Regions from separate parts of the Mus musculus genome. Here all the other regions are linked to region 1. Evidence: chromatin contacts called from public Hi-C and promoter capture Hi-C data. All regions are on one chromosome and are shown on one strand. Each heading gives the region's core, a stretch centred on a gene start, on an enhancer-like site or on the middle of the called end of the contact. The rest is flanking DNA. Distances are from core to core; before and after follow the strand shown.

Region 1 (3,362 bases), core at 359-2,858:
AAAGGACATGAGTTCAAATCCCAGCAACCACATGCATGGTTCACAACCATCTGTAATGAGATCTGATGCCCTCTTCTGGTGTGTCTGAAGACAGCTACAGTGTACCTATATAAAATAAGTAAATAAATCTTTAAAAACAAACAAGCCGGGCAGTGGTGGCGCACACCTTTAATCCCAGCACTTGGGAGGCAGAGGCAGGTGGATTTCTGAGTTCGATGCCAGCCTGGTCTACAAAGTGAGTTCCAGGACAGCCAGGGCTACACAGAGAAACCCTGTCTCCAAAAACCAAAAAAAGCCCAACAAAACCACAAATTTTAAAATGTGCTTTCATTTTAATCCCAGGTATAGGGATGGGGGAACTGCTTAGGACTGTCTGCAACAGCGGACAATGATTTGCCTCGAGCTCCAGCTCCGTTTTGCGAGCTGCAAATAGTTTCTATGATTGTGTGAGTTGGGAATTCTGGAAACTTTTCAGTGATATATAAACAGTAGGTGGGGCCCGGAGTTTACATATGCGGTTTGTTAGTAGTAGTGCTTAAAGAAAAAAAAAGAAAAAAAGAAAAAAGGAAAGAAATTAAATTCAGGGATCCCTTAGCCGGGCGTGGTGGTGCACGCCTTTAACCCCAGCACTTGGGAGACAGAGGCAGGTGGATTTCTGAGTTCGAGGCTAGCCTGGTCTACAGAGTGAGTTCCTGGACAGCCAGGACTATACAGAGAAACCCTGTCTCGAAAAACCAAATCAATCAATCAAGAATCCCTCTCCCACCCCCACCCCCTCTGTCCTCTGTCTCTCCCCTCTATGCTTATTTCTCTTCGGTCTAGTGTTAGAGGGGGAAGGAGTGGGGGAGGAGAATCTACAAAGTAGCAAAGATTCCTATCTTTTATTTAAGATAGAGACAGATGACAAAGTATTTCTGTTAGTGAAGTTAGCTATTATAGCGCCCCAGGCTTGGAGTGGGGTGATGTTTTTGTTGGCTTAATTTTTTTTTTCTTGTACAACAATGATCATGCCCGCCCCAACTTTATGGACCCAGGGACATGATATTTAGGGGAAATGATCTTCCTTTCTGGAACGCAACTTCTCCAAGGGCTGAGCTAGGGAACCGCTGCTCTCGCCTCTTTTCATATCAAGCTGAAGCCTCGGTCACCCAAACACTTCGAAGGGACCGCTCAAGCCAGGGCTCAGAATCCAAAAGGAGCCTGTGAGTGTGTGGGTGTCCAAAATGAAGGCAAGGGAGTGAGATTGGCCTGGTTGATGGAATATTCAGTTTTCAAAGTCCTGGCAGGGAAAGTAGCTTCTAAGGCGCCCTGCGCTTTACCACACTTTTAACTGCGCGCCATCGCCTCCGCTTTTGCCCAACCTCAACATGGCGCCTCCCTGTGCGGCCGGAGCGACTTCGAGCCGGGGGCCACCGCACTCCCTCGGCCGCCCCCCTCCCCGGGCCCGCATCAGCCTTTCCACACAAAAACGTAGTGAAGCTCAGCTCCGAGCGCCAGATTCCCGAGCCCCTTGGTGACAGCGGGAGAGCCGGCCGCCGGTCCGTACAGGAGCATGGCGCCGCCCACGCTGGGCAGGCGCATCCCGCCTCCCCCGCCCCGCACTGAGCGCGGCCGGCGCTGCCCACCGACGCGGGGCACAGAGGACGGCCCGCAGCTCGGGGAGAGCCAGGCGCCCCGGCGGGGGTCGAGGCCCAGGCGCCCAGGCCGGCGCGCATCGCTCCCCCCCTTTCGCGTCGCGGACCCCGCGGTACTCGCAGCCGGAGTGACCCTGGGTGGTCGCCGACGCCGCGGCAGGTGAGCGGGGCAGAGGCCGGCGGGCCGGCCCGGGATCCACCGGGCGAAAGCGCTCCGGTTTCTGGACCTCTCCCAGCCGGTCGGGTCCCGAGGATGCAGGGTGGAGCGAGGAGGAGAACAGGGATGGGTGAGGCCCACCCTCCAGGCCGGACTCCCCGGCGCGCCCCTGCCCTCGCCGACCGAAACAGCTGTTTACGACGAAATCTGAACGCGGTTCCCGGCGCCGGGGGTCAGAGATCTTTTCTTTTCGCTTGAAAGACCCTTTCTGGAGGATTCTTTTGTGTTCAGCTTGGGCCGGCGTGCAGCTCCGACAGATGCCGGTCCCCGTGCCAGGATCCTCCCCCTCGGTTTCCTGGTTAGGTACCATAGGGTTTTATGATTGTTGAGTGAATGAATGAGAGCAATTAAATAGCACCCCCCCCCCCATAATCCTACTACTCTTTAATTATAGCTGCCAGTGTGGAATGGTGGTGGTGTGGCAGTCTGTGGCCGCAGGGTACCCTTATGCAGGAAACCAGGAGGCACTTAACTGTAGAAAACTGAAGCCACAGTAAAGACACAGAATGAGACCTCAGTAGTGATGGGGGAATAGGACATTTTAAGAAAAATGGGCCACTTTTACTGAAGTTATTGTCACTTTTAAACCACAGGTTCAGTGCTACCCAAAACACCTTGAACAACCCCTCCTAACAGTGACATCACACAGATGACACAGGGTTTTATGTCTGTCAACAAATGAGTATCTGTTTGCCGGGCTTGGGGGCTTAGGGGTATACTAATAGAGCATTTATGGAGAATATGATTGATCTTGGCTCTTGAGAAGTTCAAAATCTAGACAAAGCTTTTCATTTCATTTTTAGAGTACAAATTAGCGCTTTCCCCACCAGACCCCCAATTCCTCTTTCCATCTTTGCTTACTGCCACTTTTCCATTTCAGGCACCACTGGCTTTTCTGCTGGAGGAATGAAAACCCCCCTCCTTTCACCCCTACCCCGACGTTATAACTTGGTGAAATTCTACTCCTTTCAAAGACAGGTCACATGTCATCTTTTCTGGGAAAGTTTTCTCAGCTTCCTCCTCTTCAGAATAGCAGCGTCATGCTAATTTGAGTTTCATTGTGGCTCCTTGCAAGCATGCCTGTCCGTCTCTGATTAGATTGTTTTCAGCTTCCTATCCCTATTGGAATAATCATATTTTGACTGGAATTAAAGGCAGTGATGGATGCCAGCTGTCTCACAATCAGCCTTGCAGGACTTTGGAGAAAGATGTAAACATTCATAAGGTTGAAGGAAGAGCCCTGGGAGGAGACAGGACCTGAACAGGGTCTTGGGGGGACAGGGACAGTCTTTTGTGACTCAAGGCATCTTGCCTTTCCTCTTCTCTGTATCCAGTGAATGACTTCCTCTGGACAGCTCCCTGGTGTTTGAAGAGGATAAAATTAGATGTTTTGTTTCTTATAGAATCTGTAGGTAATGAACATTGGATCTGTTGCACTTCCAAACGCTAGTAGGATTTAAGACAATGGAGAAATGGGTTTTGGAAGGAAAAGTTGGGCAGGGAGTGGTGGC
Region 2 (3,362 bases), core at 646-3,145, 960 kb before region 1:
AAGTGTTCAGAGAAGCTTGGGTTCTCTCTTCCAGATGCCCTTCCTGGAAATTAGCAATTAGGGCGACAAAGTTTACCCTCCAGGGCCAAATGATTACAACTCATCAATTGCCTTCAAACATATGCAAAGATCCCCAGCAGCCCTGCTCCCGGTTAGCGGCAACCTCCTCCCCGTCAGCGGCAACAACTAACTATTCGTGCTCTTGGGTAAACCTGCTAGGCTTTCAAGGATTTTAGCTTGTCAGTTGTTTTTCTGATCCTATCTCCTCAGCCCTTCCCAAGTTCGAGTTTAACATCCAAAATGGCGAGAGAGAGAGAGAGAGAGAGAGAGAGAGAGAGAGAGAGCATTCACTTTGTTTTTAAACTTTTCAGAAAGCTCATTAATGAAAGGCCAGGTTTTTTAGCACTCGAAAAAGAAAGCATTTCCACTTGAAATTCAACTCCATTTCCCTCAATTACACTTGCTAAAATTCGAGGCTATTATGGCTCAGGGAGACTGAGGAGATCTGCCCCGGGAAAGAGGCAACAACTTTCTGAACTTTGAAAAGCCACTTTTCCTCCTGGGGTCTTAGAATCCAAAAGCTCTCGAATTACTCAGACTAATTAGCAGGGAGAGGACGCGATCCGAGGAGAGGGAAAGCCAGTGCTTTCTTGTAGTTTTTTTTTTCCCCCTTTAGGCCACACAAAGAAAAATATCAGTACACTCGAAAAGGGGGAGCAAACCGCCTTTCCAGCTCGAAACTTGTTGAAATGGCAACACGGGGTACAGCTTGGTCAATGGAGACACGGGAAAATACCCACCAAGAGCTGGAGGTGGGAGTCCACAGGACAGGGAACACACCAACTTTCGCAAGATAGAGTTGTGGGAAGCCGGGAGAGCTAGGGCGTTTGTTTCCAAATCTGAGCTCAGCGCTCGGCTGAGGCTGGAGGCGAGGGCCCTGGGGGGTGGATGGAAGCTGGCAGTCCTTGCGATCGGCTCGGAGCTCCCTCGCAGAGCGCATCCGACCGCCTCGGCCTAGTGGCTTCTTTCACCGCCCGCTCTCGCTCTGGGTCCCTCGTGGCCTCCGGCGCACGGCCGTGGTGCCCATCCAGACGGCTCCGGCTGGCGGAGGGCGCGATGACCCTTTGGTGCTCGAGTGCTGCGGGCAGTTCTGTGCCGGGAGAATCTTGCACAAAGCCGGAGCGCGGGCTGGCGGGAGGCGGCGCGGAGAGTCGGCTGGTTGGGCGCTCTTTGCGCGCTGGCTCGGCCCGGGCTGGACAAAAGCATCGCCGGCGGCTGCTCTCCGCGGCCTGGGGCACGGAGGAGCCTCTACGTCCCTTTGCGCTGACCGCGAGCTTTTGGAGGCGCTGAAGCTGAGAGCTGCGGTTTGCGGGGGCGCCCTGCAGCCTAGCTGCTCTCCGAGAGCTCCAGCCGCACTTGCGCTGGTGCAGAGCCAGCCGCCTGCCTGAAGATCCGCGCTGTTGTGGCTCGCGCGGACCGTCGCCCTCCGACGCGGGCTTTCGCTGGAAGTAGAAAGTTTGGGCTCCTGCGTGGAAACTTCTCAGGCCCAACTCTCCCGGCGTAGCAGTGGGGGAGGGGACCGGCGAGAGGGGAGGAAAGAAGAGAGGGAGAGACCTGCCAGGATATTGAAATATAAAGAAATTGAGAAGAAAGAAGCGGGACTCACCTTTAAGAGGCATCCTCTCTTTCGTCGTTGTCAAGGCTCCTGTCAAGAGTTTTGAGGGCTTTTTTTTTTTTTTTTTTTTTTTTTTTGGTTTTTGTTGTTTGGGTCCCCCCCCCCTGTTGTTGCTTAAAGACCACAACGGTTTGAAATGACGGTATTTTAAAGGAGTTGCTCGTGAGAGTTTTCTCCACGGACGCTGCTGGGTTGGTGTGTGAGAGCAATTCTCAGATCCCTGGGAAGAAGACAGAGATTGACAATAAAATGGGCTGTCAGCGGCTGGAGAGTGAGAGATAAAGAGTGTGGGGAAGTGGCTGCAGCCAGCACACCTATGCTGATTGGTGATGGCTCAAGTGTGTTAATGTGTGTGTGCCGGCGCCCGGCCTCGCCTCCACCGCTCCTCACTGGCCCATTAGCGAAGCCTGACCTCTGTCATCATCCTCCAGCAAAACACTTCCTCCTGCGCCTGAACCAGAGCGGGAAATGAGGCCGAGCCACGGTTCGCTTTTCAAACCCACTAATCACTCCGCAACATGCAAATGCACCGCTCGCTCCCACACAAAATATTGCTTTATGCAAAGCAGCGCCGGGGCCTCGCGCCAGCCGATTGGATGCTCCCTCTCCCTGCCTGGTGCAATTGGTCGGTTTGTTTGAATATGAATACACTTGTTTTCGGCTCTGCCGGTGGGTCCCGGCTTCTCTCTCCGGCGCTGGGCCCCCCGCTCCTAGGCTCTGGCGCTCGCCGAGGTCTCCCGCTCCATGCGCTTCGGCGGCCAGCGCTGCGGCCGCGAACTTGATCAGTCTAATGGAGGCCTCTGAGCTGGAAGCATGCTGCCCCCGTAACCCCAAGCTGGGCCAGGGGTTCTCAGTCCGTGGAGGTAGCAAGTTTCACCATCTCTACGAGGTCCTTTCTTGTACAGTGGCCTGCCGCTCCGCCCCATTTCACCCTAACTTCCCACCCCTTGTCCACCTCGGCCTTGGCCCCAGGACACAAAGTACAGCGGTGGCGGCTCTCTAGCCCACCTGACTTTTAGGAACAAGAGAAAAGAGGCGGGAGTGTCCCTGGATCCCAGCAGCCCCCACTCCGGCGATGGTGGCACAACTATGCCTAGGCCCGAAGAGGGCCTCCAGGCCGAGAACTCAGCGAGGCCCGGCGGTCACCCCAGCTCAGGCCTCCCGAGCCTGCCCATTTTCCCCCCACCCCACTCCCGCACCGCTGGCATTTTCTTCTCTTTCTGCTTTCCGAAGCCGCCGTGCTCAGCGGAGCGGACGCACTGCCCCAGCCTGGAGAGGCTCGAGTAAACACGCCACTTACTTTGTGTACAGAGGATTCTTGTGAAAAGCTCTGAAGAGTCCTCACCAAACACTCTCCAACTTCTCCCACGTGCCATTTGTTGACTAAGTGCGGCTGCTTTTCCAAGCCATCGAAAGGAGGGGAAGACAAGAGGGGAGGGGAAGTAGTGGAAGCCTGAGGGTGGGGGTGGGGTTTGACCAATGCTGGGAGAGATTCTGCAAGTGTGTGTCCTCGCCGGCTTTCTTGGTGTGTCAACGTGTGTCGTTGTGAGGAACCGGTTATCTGTGTGTGGTGCTTATGTATCCCCGCCAAGACTCCCTTCTCTTGGGTCAGCTCAGTCCACGGAGGCAATTCCCCTTCAACTGTTGCCAGAAAAACGGCGAGGACAGTAAGTAAATGGCTTTTCCC
Region 3 (3,362 bases), core at 524-3,023, 950 kb after region 1:
AAGCTATTGAAGGTTTTAAAATGGTGTGTATTGTTTTTTTTTGGGGGGGGGGTGGCCAGAATAGTGGGTCATCTAATAAAACTGCCATTTAAAAGATCTTCACTGCAGTGTTTAGAACAAAAGTTTATGGGCAAATGTAATCCAGAAAGTGCATCATTCTTCAGCAGAAATTGAGGTGTAAGTTGGAAGTGGTGAAAGGATTTCAGATTCCCTGTCACCACGGAGTATCTTGTGCCTTCAAGGATGGTTTCATCTCTGGTTTTACTTAATCCAGGTGGCCAAATCCAGCCTAGCTGTTCTGAATATTAATTCTTTATAGTTACTTTGTCTATAAATACCTAAGTCCCAAGCCCCTCAAATTCAAAAGTCACACTAAAGTGCTTGAATATTAAATGGCCAGTGAAATGGCTCTGCAGCTATCATCACTTGAAGTCAACCCAGACCAGAGTTTTGACTCCTGGGACAAAGGTGGAGGAAGAGAATTGTCTCCAAAACCCTCTAAACCTGCAGGTGTGCAGTTCCATTCCCATACCCATCTTCTCAAGCACATTTGATATTCTACACTGAGAATATTCTACATCAACTATTTTCAGTCCAACTACTTGATAGGGGCAGTTGGCAGTAAGTTGGAAGCTGTCTTTGTTGTCTTTATATTCTTCAGTAAAATCACATGCTTCCACAGCATAGACAGCTCAGCCATCTAGCACTGGCTACCCTTCCCCTGCCCTACTACTTTATCATTCTAAATCTTGACTATCTTATGGCAGTTGCCCCCGTTTGCATCCTGACCTGGTGGTTTCAGATTTTGCAGTGACTAAGGTAATCATAGCCATCATCTCTGTTCCCAAAATTCCAGTTTTTTGTTTTCATTACAACGGAAATACCATATCTGGGCTACTTAAGCAGAATCGACTAGCCTTATTTGCCCATTTTTGTCCTCTTCCTATATTGGTTCCTTTAAAAAAAAAAAAGTCGAGTACTCACAAGGGTCATTATTTCTAAGTTTTGTGTTTTGCTTGTGTCACCACCACCTTATAGGACTTGTCTGCCCATTATAACAAAGTACTGGTAGTTTTATTTTCTTAAGTGCATTTAGAACCTTAGTATTAAGTCTAGGGCTGTATTGGTGACTTAAAACAATATGGCTAGGCATCATGAAGTCTTTAAAGTCCATTGAAATTTAGATTGATATTGAAGTTGGTGCGTAAATTTGGGGAAGGAATTCGTTTTAGATAACAGAACTTGTGCCCAAAAATATAGGATAAACCGATTTCACGTGGCTCATGCTAAAAGGAAAGCAGACATACTTACGGGTATCCTTGTGGATGTGGTTGGATGAGCTTTGAGACCCAATGTTGGGCTTTTAGTACACTTGGCATGAGTAAGAAAAGCCTGCAGAGTACCGCGGCCACGATCGTTGGTACAAAGTCTACAGACATTCTCAGACTGCTGCCGGATGGAGGTTCAAGTAAGATGAATTAAACAATTACTGGGCTAGTTTCATATAAAAGTAGGGAGGTCGATAAAACAACACCTACGCTAGCAACAGCTATTGCCTTGTACAACCCTGCTATAGAGGTTTTTTTCAACATAGCAACAGTGGACGAGTTCCTGTACCAGTGGCAACGGCAAATGCGAGACACCCGGATATCTAAACGATTACTTCCGCCTGTCATAGCCAGGTTACCCGCAGCAAATGGCGAAATGGCGGCCGGGAGTTAGTGCGCAAGCGTAGCGGAGATCCGCGGCGTGTTCTTACGTCATCACTAAGCGTCGAAGCCATGGAAGGTCCCATAGCTGTAGTGGTCCCCTCCCTTCTGAGCACTTGCCCACGTGCTGTCTGCCACTTAAGCGGATTCACGTGCAGCGGCGGCCCCGGCGTAGCTCAGCTGTGTAGAATTTTCTCCAGCAGATTGGTCAGCCTGGGTAGCAACTCGGTGTCTTCACGTGCTTCCGTTGTGCAGCTGCCTGGTGTCGGCCGGAGCAGGGCGCAGGTACTCTTTGCAAGGGACTGGGTCGGATGTTGAGATGTGCGTTTGGGTCTTTCACTGGCCGGTAGGGCTGGCTCGAGTACGGAAGCTTCTGTACCGGCTGGTGCCTGTATCTTCGGACTCTTCGCCTGGACTGCCCTACAGACAGACGTTCCTGGTCCGGGATACTCTGACATGCGGGGCTGGCTTCTCGAGCGCTTTCCGGGAGTGTGGCTCCTTCCCACACTCGGGCTTCTTCTCTCTCTTTGAGAGAATGGGTTGGTGTCAAAACTATTTTCTGAGAAACTCGGCTCCTCGTAGCAGTGGTAGGCTTTGAACTAACGCGGTTTAGTCCCAGATATTCTGCTCTTAAATACTGCAGTATGCCAGTTTATTTGCACTATTTAGCTGTCTCAGTCAGGACATTTGACAGTGCACCTCGTGATGCTTAGTACCCGGTGCTGTGTGTACAAGAATGGATACAGCCGAATGAAAATGACTTGTCGATCAGGTTGTGGTGGCGTATACCGTTAATTCCAGCGCTTGGAAGGTGGAGCCTGGAGTATTTTTTGGAGCTCGAGGCCAGTCTGGTCTGCATAGTGAGACTGTTTGAAAAAACAAAACAAAGCAAACAACAACAACAACAAAACCCAATACGATTCATCTTATTTTCTCTTTCCAATAATGCTTTCCTTATGTATTAAACGTTTCTTGGAACCAGTAATTTTAGATCGTTATCAGATCCCTCACTCTGGCCATTAATTTTACATTAGTTTTGTGTGTAGTTGTATTTCATCTACTTTTAAAAGTACTTTTTAGAATTAAAGCTTGTACTCAGGGGCCTTACCTGTTAATTCTAAGACTCTCCTATTATAACAAAAAATAAGACTCCCCCCCCCCCCCCCCCCCAAGACAGGGTTTCTCTGTATAGCCCTGGCTGTCCTGGAACTCACTCTGTAGACCAGTCTGGCCTCTAACTCAGAAATCCGCCTGCTTCTGCCTCCCAAGTGCTGGGATTAAAGGCGTGGGCCACCACTGCCTGACAAGATAAGACTTTTAACAATTAAGCTGGACTCGTTAACATTAGGTACCCATTCATTTTTTGTAGGTGTTTATGTGGCTGGCAACATAAAGCTTACAAACTGAGTTGCTTTGGACTTGGGTAGATCCCAGTGTAAAGTCTATTTGTTACATCAGTGCCTTGGGATACTAGATTTTTTTTTCTTTTAAGACTTATTTATTTATTATATCTAAACACACTGTAGTTGTCTTCTGACGCACCAGAAGAGGGTGTCAGATCTCATTAAGGATGGCTGTGAGCCACCATGTGGTTGCTGGGATTTGAACTCAGGACCTTAGGAAGAGCAGTCAGTGCTGAGCCATCTCTCCAGC
Region 4 (3,362 bases), core at 520-3,019, 900 kb after region 1:
TAAATATTTGATTTGTGTCCAGTGGTATGTTGGAGAAGGCAGTTGGTATGGTGTACACCAGCTTACTAGTTGACTGATAAATTTTCAGGCTATCTGATGGTTGTGGAAACAGTCATTATGTATTATCAATAAGGTATATTTAAAACTACATAGAAATCAATGCATTAAGTATGGGTGCTTATCAATAAACTACATTTAAAACCAAGTTAATAAACACTCAAAACTTGTCAGGCCTGGTGGCACAGCCCTGTAATCCCAGCTACTTATAGGGCTGAGGCAAAATGATCTTAAGTTTCAAGGTCAATCTGAATAATTTAGAGAGCCCTCTTTTTTTTTTTTTTTTTTTTTCCTTTCAAAATCAAAAGGGCTAGAGGTCATGGTTCACTAGTTGAGAACTTGTCTGGCAGGCTTAGAGCCCCAGTACCAGGACTGCCTCAGTACCATAAAATGTAGAGGTGGCTCTGCAGTTAAGAGAGTTTGCTGCTCTTCCAGAGGATCTAGGTTTGATTCCCAAAATCCATATACTAGTTCCCACCACCTACTGTAATTCCAGGTCCAGAGGATCTTCCTCTGGATGCTACAGGCACCAGGCAAGCACACAGAACACAGGCAGTTACACACATAAAAAAACAAAAACACGAAAACCAAAAAGTAAATATTCCCTGTTGGAGAATGGCTCATTAGTCATTAAGGAAGACCTGATGGCTTTTTTTTTTTTTTTTTTTTTTTTTTTTTTTTTTGTGGCGCCACCTAGGCCCTCACCTGAGTCAAGACGGAGCTGCGTATCTCCTTCCCTGCCACTGGCTGTCAGAGACCCAATGAAGTGGATGGTGAACACAGATTTCATACTTTCTGAGAAGTGCATGGTCACAGAAGTAGCTGCCGGTACTCTGGTGAAGAGTGGAAGGGTTGTGTAGTTGGAATCTGTGGTAGGGACAACAAAAAACTTTCCCATGAAGCAAGGCATCTTGGTCCACATCATAGTGTACCTGCTGTTGAGTAAGAGGAGTTCTTGTTAGAGACTAACCAGAACTGGAGAGAGGAAGTGCAAATCTATTCAGGAATGTGTTACAGATGCCAACCTCAGTGTTCTTAATTGGTTTATTGGGGATAAAAGGAGAAATATATTCTCTGAGTGACAGGTGTTACTGTGCCTCAGCAGTTAGGGCCCAGAAGAGCTAGTAGAATCCAAAAACATTTCATTCCCTCTAAAAGGGATGATGTCCTTACCTGGGTGTGGTGGTGCTTGCCTTTAATTCCAGCACCCAGGAGGCAGAGATAGACGAGATGATCTCTGCGTTCAAAACCCGCCTGGTCCATCCTGGTCTACAGAGTTCTAAGACATCCAGGATCACAGAAAAACCATGCCTTGAAGGAAAAAAAAAATGATGTCTGCCAATATGTCCTCAGAAAGCCCTTAAAAAGAAAAGAAGCCCAGAACCAAAGCACCCAAGACTCATCATCTTGTCAATCCACATACTCTGTAACACAAACACCAACTTGTTGTGTAGGGGGCGGGGCCGATGCTAAGGGCCTGGTCTCCAATTGGTTCATTTTTGTTGTTGTTTGTTTGTTTGCTTGTTTGTTTCGAGACAGGGTTTCTCTGTATAGCTCTGGCTGTCCTGGAACTCACTTTGTAAACCAGGCTGGCCTCAGAAATCCTCCTGCCTCTGCCTCCCAAGTTCCAATTGGTTCTTGATCTGTCAGTAAGGAAATCCATGGGCCAATTGCTGGGCGGAAAAGAGAGGTGGGATTTCCGGTCCCAGAAGACAGACCAGTCATAAGGGAGGAGAACAAAGTTCAACAAGCTTTGGAAAGAAGAGAATCGGGCAACCACGTGAGATCTCAAAGTGGAGTGGCTACACAGACCACTCCTACAGGCTGTTGGTCTGGGGAGTTTAGTAATTGTGCCAAGAAGGCAAGTTGAAAAGGAAGTACTGTGTGTGTGTTTTATCTGCGGATTCAAGGGAAGCTGGTACTGGGCTGGTTGTGCGGTCACTTCCCGGAGCTAAAGGCAGGTAGAGCTTAAAAATGACCTACACTCCTATACTTCATCTACAAATTGGGATCCCTAGTATTCTCTCTGGGATTCAATTAATTTGCCAAAAATGGTTCACTGAAAATCAGGTAAACATTTTGAACTCTGATAGAGGATATAGTGAAGGATTCACGTAAACACCCAGACAAAAAGATTATCAAATTAATTCAAAGGATCACACGCTGCCAGAGGAGAGGGACTCAGAGAATCACAAAGGTCTTAGGGTTCTGTGAAAATACAAATATCAAAGACCCAGTATCAGACCTGGGCAGTGGTGGTGCATGCCTTTGATCCCAGCACTTAGCACTTAGGAGTCAAAGGCAGGTAGATCTCTGTGATTTTGAGGCCAGCTTTGTCTATAAAATGAGTTCTGGGACAACCAAAGTTACACAGAGAAACTCTGTCTCAAAAAGCCAAAGTCAGCCAACCAACAAACCAACCAAACAAGCAAAGGACCCAATAGCACTCTGGCCCTGCGGTGGTGGCCCATGCCTTTAATCCCAGCACTTGAGAGGCAGAGGCAGGCGGATTTCTCAGTTCGAGGCCAGCCTGGTCTACAAATGTGAGTTCCAGGACAGCCAGGGCTATACAGTGAAACCCTGTCTCAAAAACAAACAAAAACAAACCAAACAAACAAACAAAAAAAAGAATCTCTCTGGACCCTCGGCAGTTCAACAGGGAGCAGGAAGAAGAGCTAATATGTGTTTACAACCTCACACTCACATAACCCTTTCCTCCTGAGAGCTGGTTGTTAAACTTGCCCTATGGTTGCCTTGGTATATTTCTAGACTTATAGTCTGGGAAAGATAAAACCCTCAAGTTTTGGAAGTTAATAAAATCCTGTCATGTTAGATGTTGATAGCACAAAATGCCCATGGTCAGAGACTAAAAACCAAACAACAACAACAACAACAAAACAAACAAACAAACTCCCCATCCATCCCCAAAACATGGGCTTGTTTCTGCGTGCTGCAAAGGAAAAGGAAAGTGAAGGTTCTAGATCTGTGCGAGGCTGCATATCAACCTCCTTGAATGCAGGTTTCAAAAACTGGGGAGCCTCAAGAGATGGCTCGTCGTTAGTTAAAAGTACTTTGTACTTTTTACTCTTTGTACTTTTTACTCTTGCAGAGAATGAGATTTCAGTTCCCAGTGCCCAAGTCTGGCATCTTGTAACCAACTCTAACTCTAGCTCTGATGTCCTCTTCTGGTCATCATTGGCACACACAGACACACACACACACAGAGACACAGACACACACACAGAGAGAGAGAGAGACAGAGAGAGAGAGAGAGAGAGAGAGAGAGAGAGAGAGAGAGAATAAAT

What was found. Promoter capture Hi-C pulls out the DNA fragments that hold promoters and counts their contacts. A called contact is a pair of places that touch in the nucleus more often than the background predicts.
Region 2: a contact with region 1 is called in a Hi-C map of cerebellum, with 2.3 times the contacts expected there. The contact joins the promoter of Pax6 here to the promoter of Tcp11l1 in region 1.
Region 3: a contact with region 1 is called in a promoter capture Hi-C map of hippocampal neurons, with 2.2 times the contacts expected there. The contact joins the promoter of Nat10 here to the promoter of Tcp11l1 in region 1. A contact is called at or near these places in 3 of 39 promoter capture datasets (hippocampal neurons and liver).
Region 4: a contact with region 1 is called in a promoter capture Hi-C map of liver, with 3 times the contacts expected there. The contact joins the promoter of 4930547E08Rik here to the promoter of Tcp11l1 in region 1. A contact is called at or near these places in 2 of 39 promoter capture datasets (the C10 cell line and liver) and 1 of 115 datasets of contacts at active chromatin or transcription factors (embryonic stem cells).

The regions. Positions count from the first base shown.
Region 1 is chr2:104,710,408-104,713,769 of GRCm38.p6, reverse strand. It overlaps Tcp11l1 (t-complex 11 like 1), which reads left to right and starts at 1,608. Exons shown (of 10, transcript NM_177190.5): 1 at 1,608-1,794. Gm6306 (predicted gene 6306) reads right to left here. Exons shown (of 1, transcript NR_166704.1): 1 at 867-3,362.
Region 2 is chr2:105,674,277-105,677,638 of GRCm38.p6, reverse strand. It overlaps Pax6 (paired box 6), which reads right to left and starts at 1,895. Exons shown (of 12, transcript NM_001310144.1): 1 at 1,667-1,895. RefSeq lists a cis regulatory region at 2,281-2,415 and a promoter at 1,834-2,415.
Region 3 is chr2:103,759,681-103,763,042 of GRCm38.p6, reverse strand. It overlaps Nat10 (N-acetyltransferase 10), which reads left to right and starts at 1,773. Exons shown (of 29, transcript NM_153126.3): 1 at 1,773-1,994. Caprin1 (cell cycle associated protein 1) reads left to right here. Exons shown (of 19, transcript NM_016739.3): 19 at 1-98.
Region 4 is chr2:103,809,029-103,812,390 of GRCm38.p6, reverse strand. 4930547E08Rik (RIKEN cDNA 4930547E08 gene) reads left to right here and starts at 1,769. Exons shown (of 4, transcript NR_040514.1): 1 at 1,769-1,918.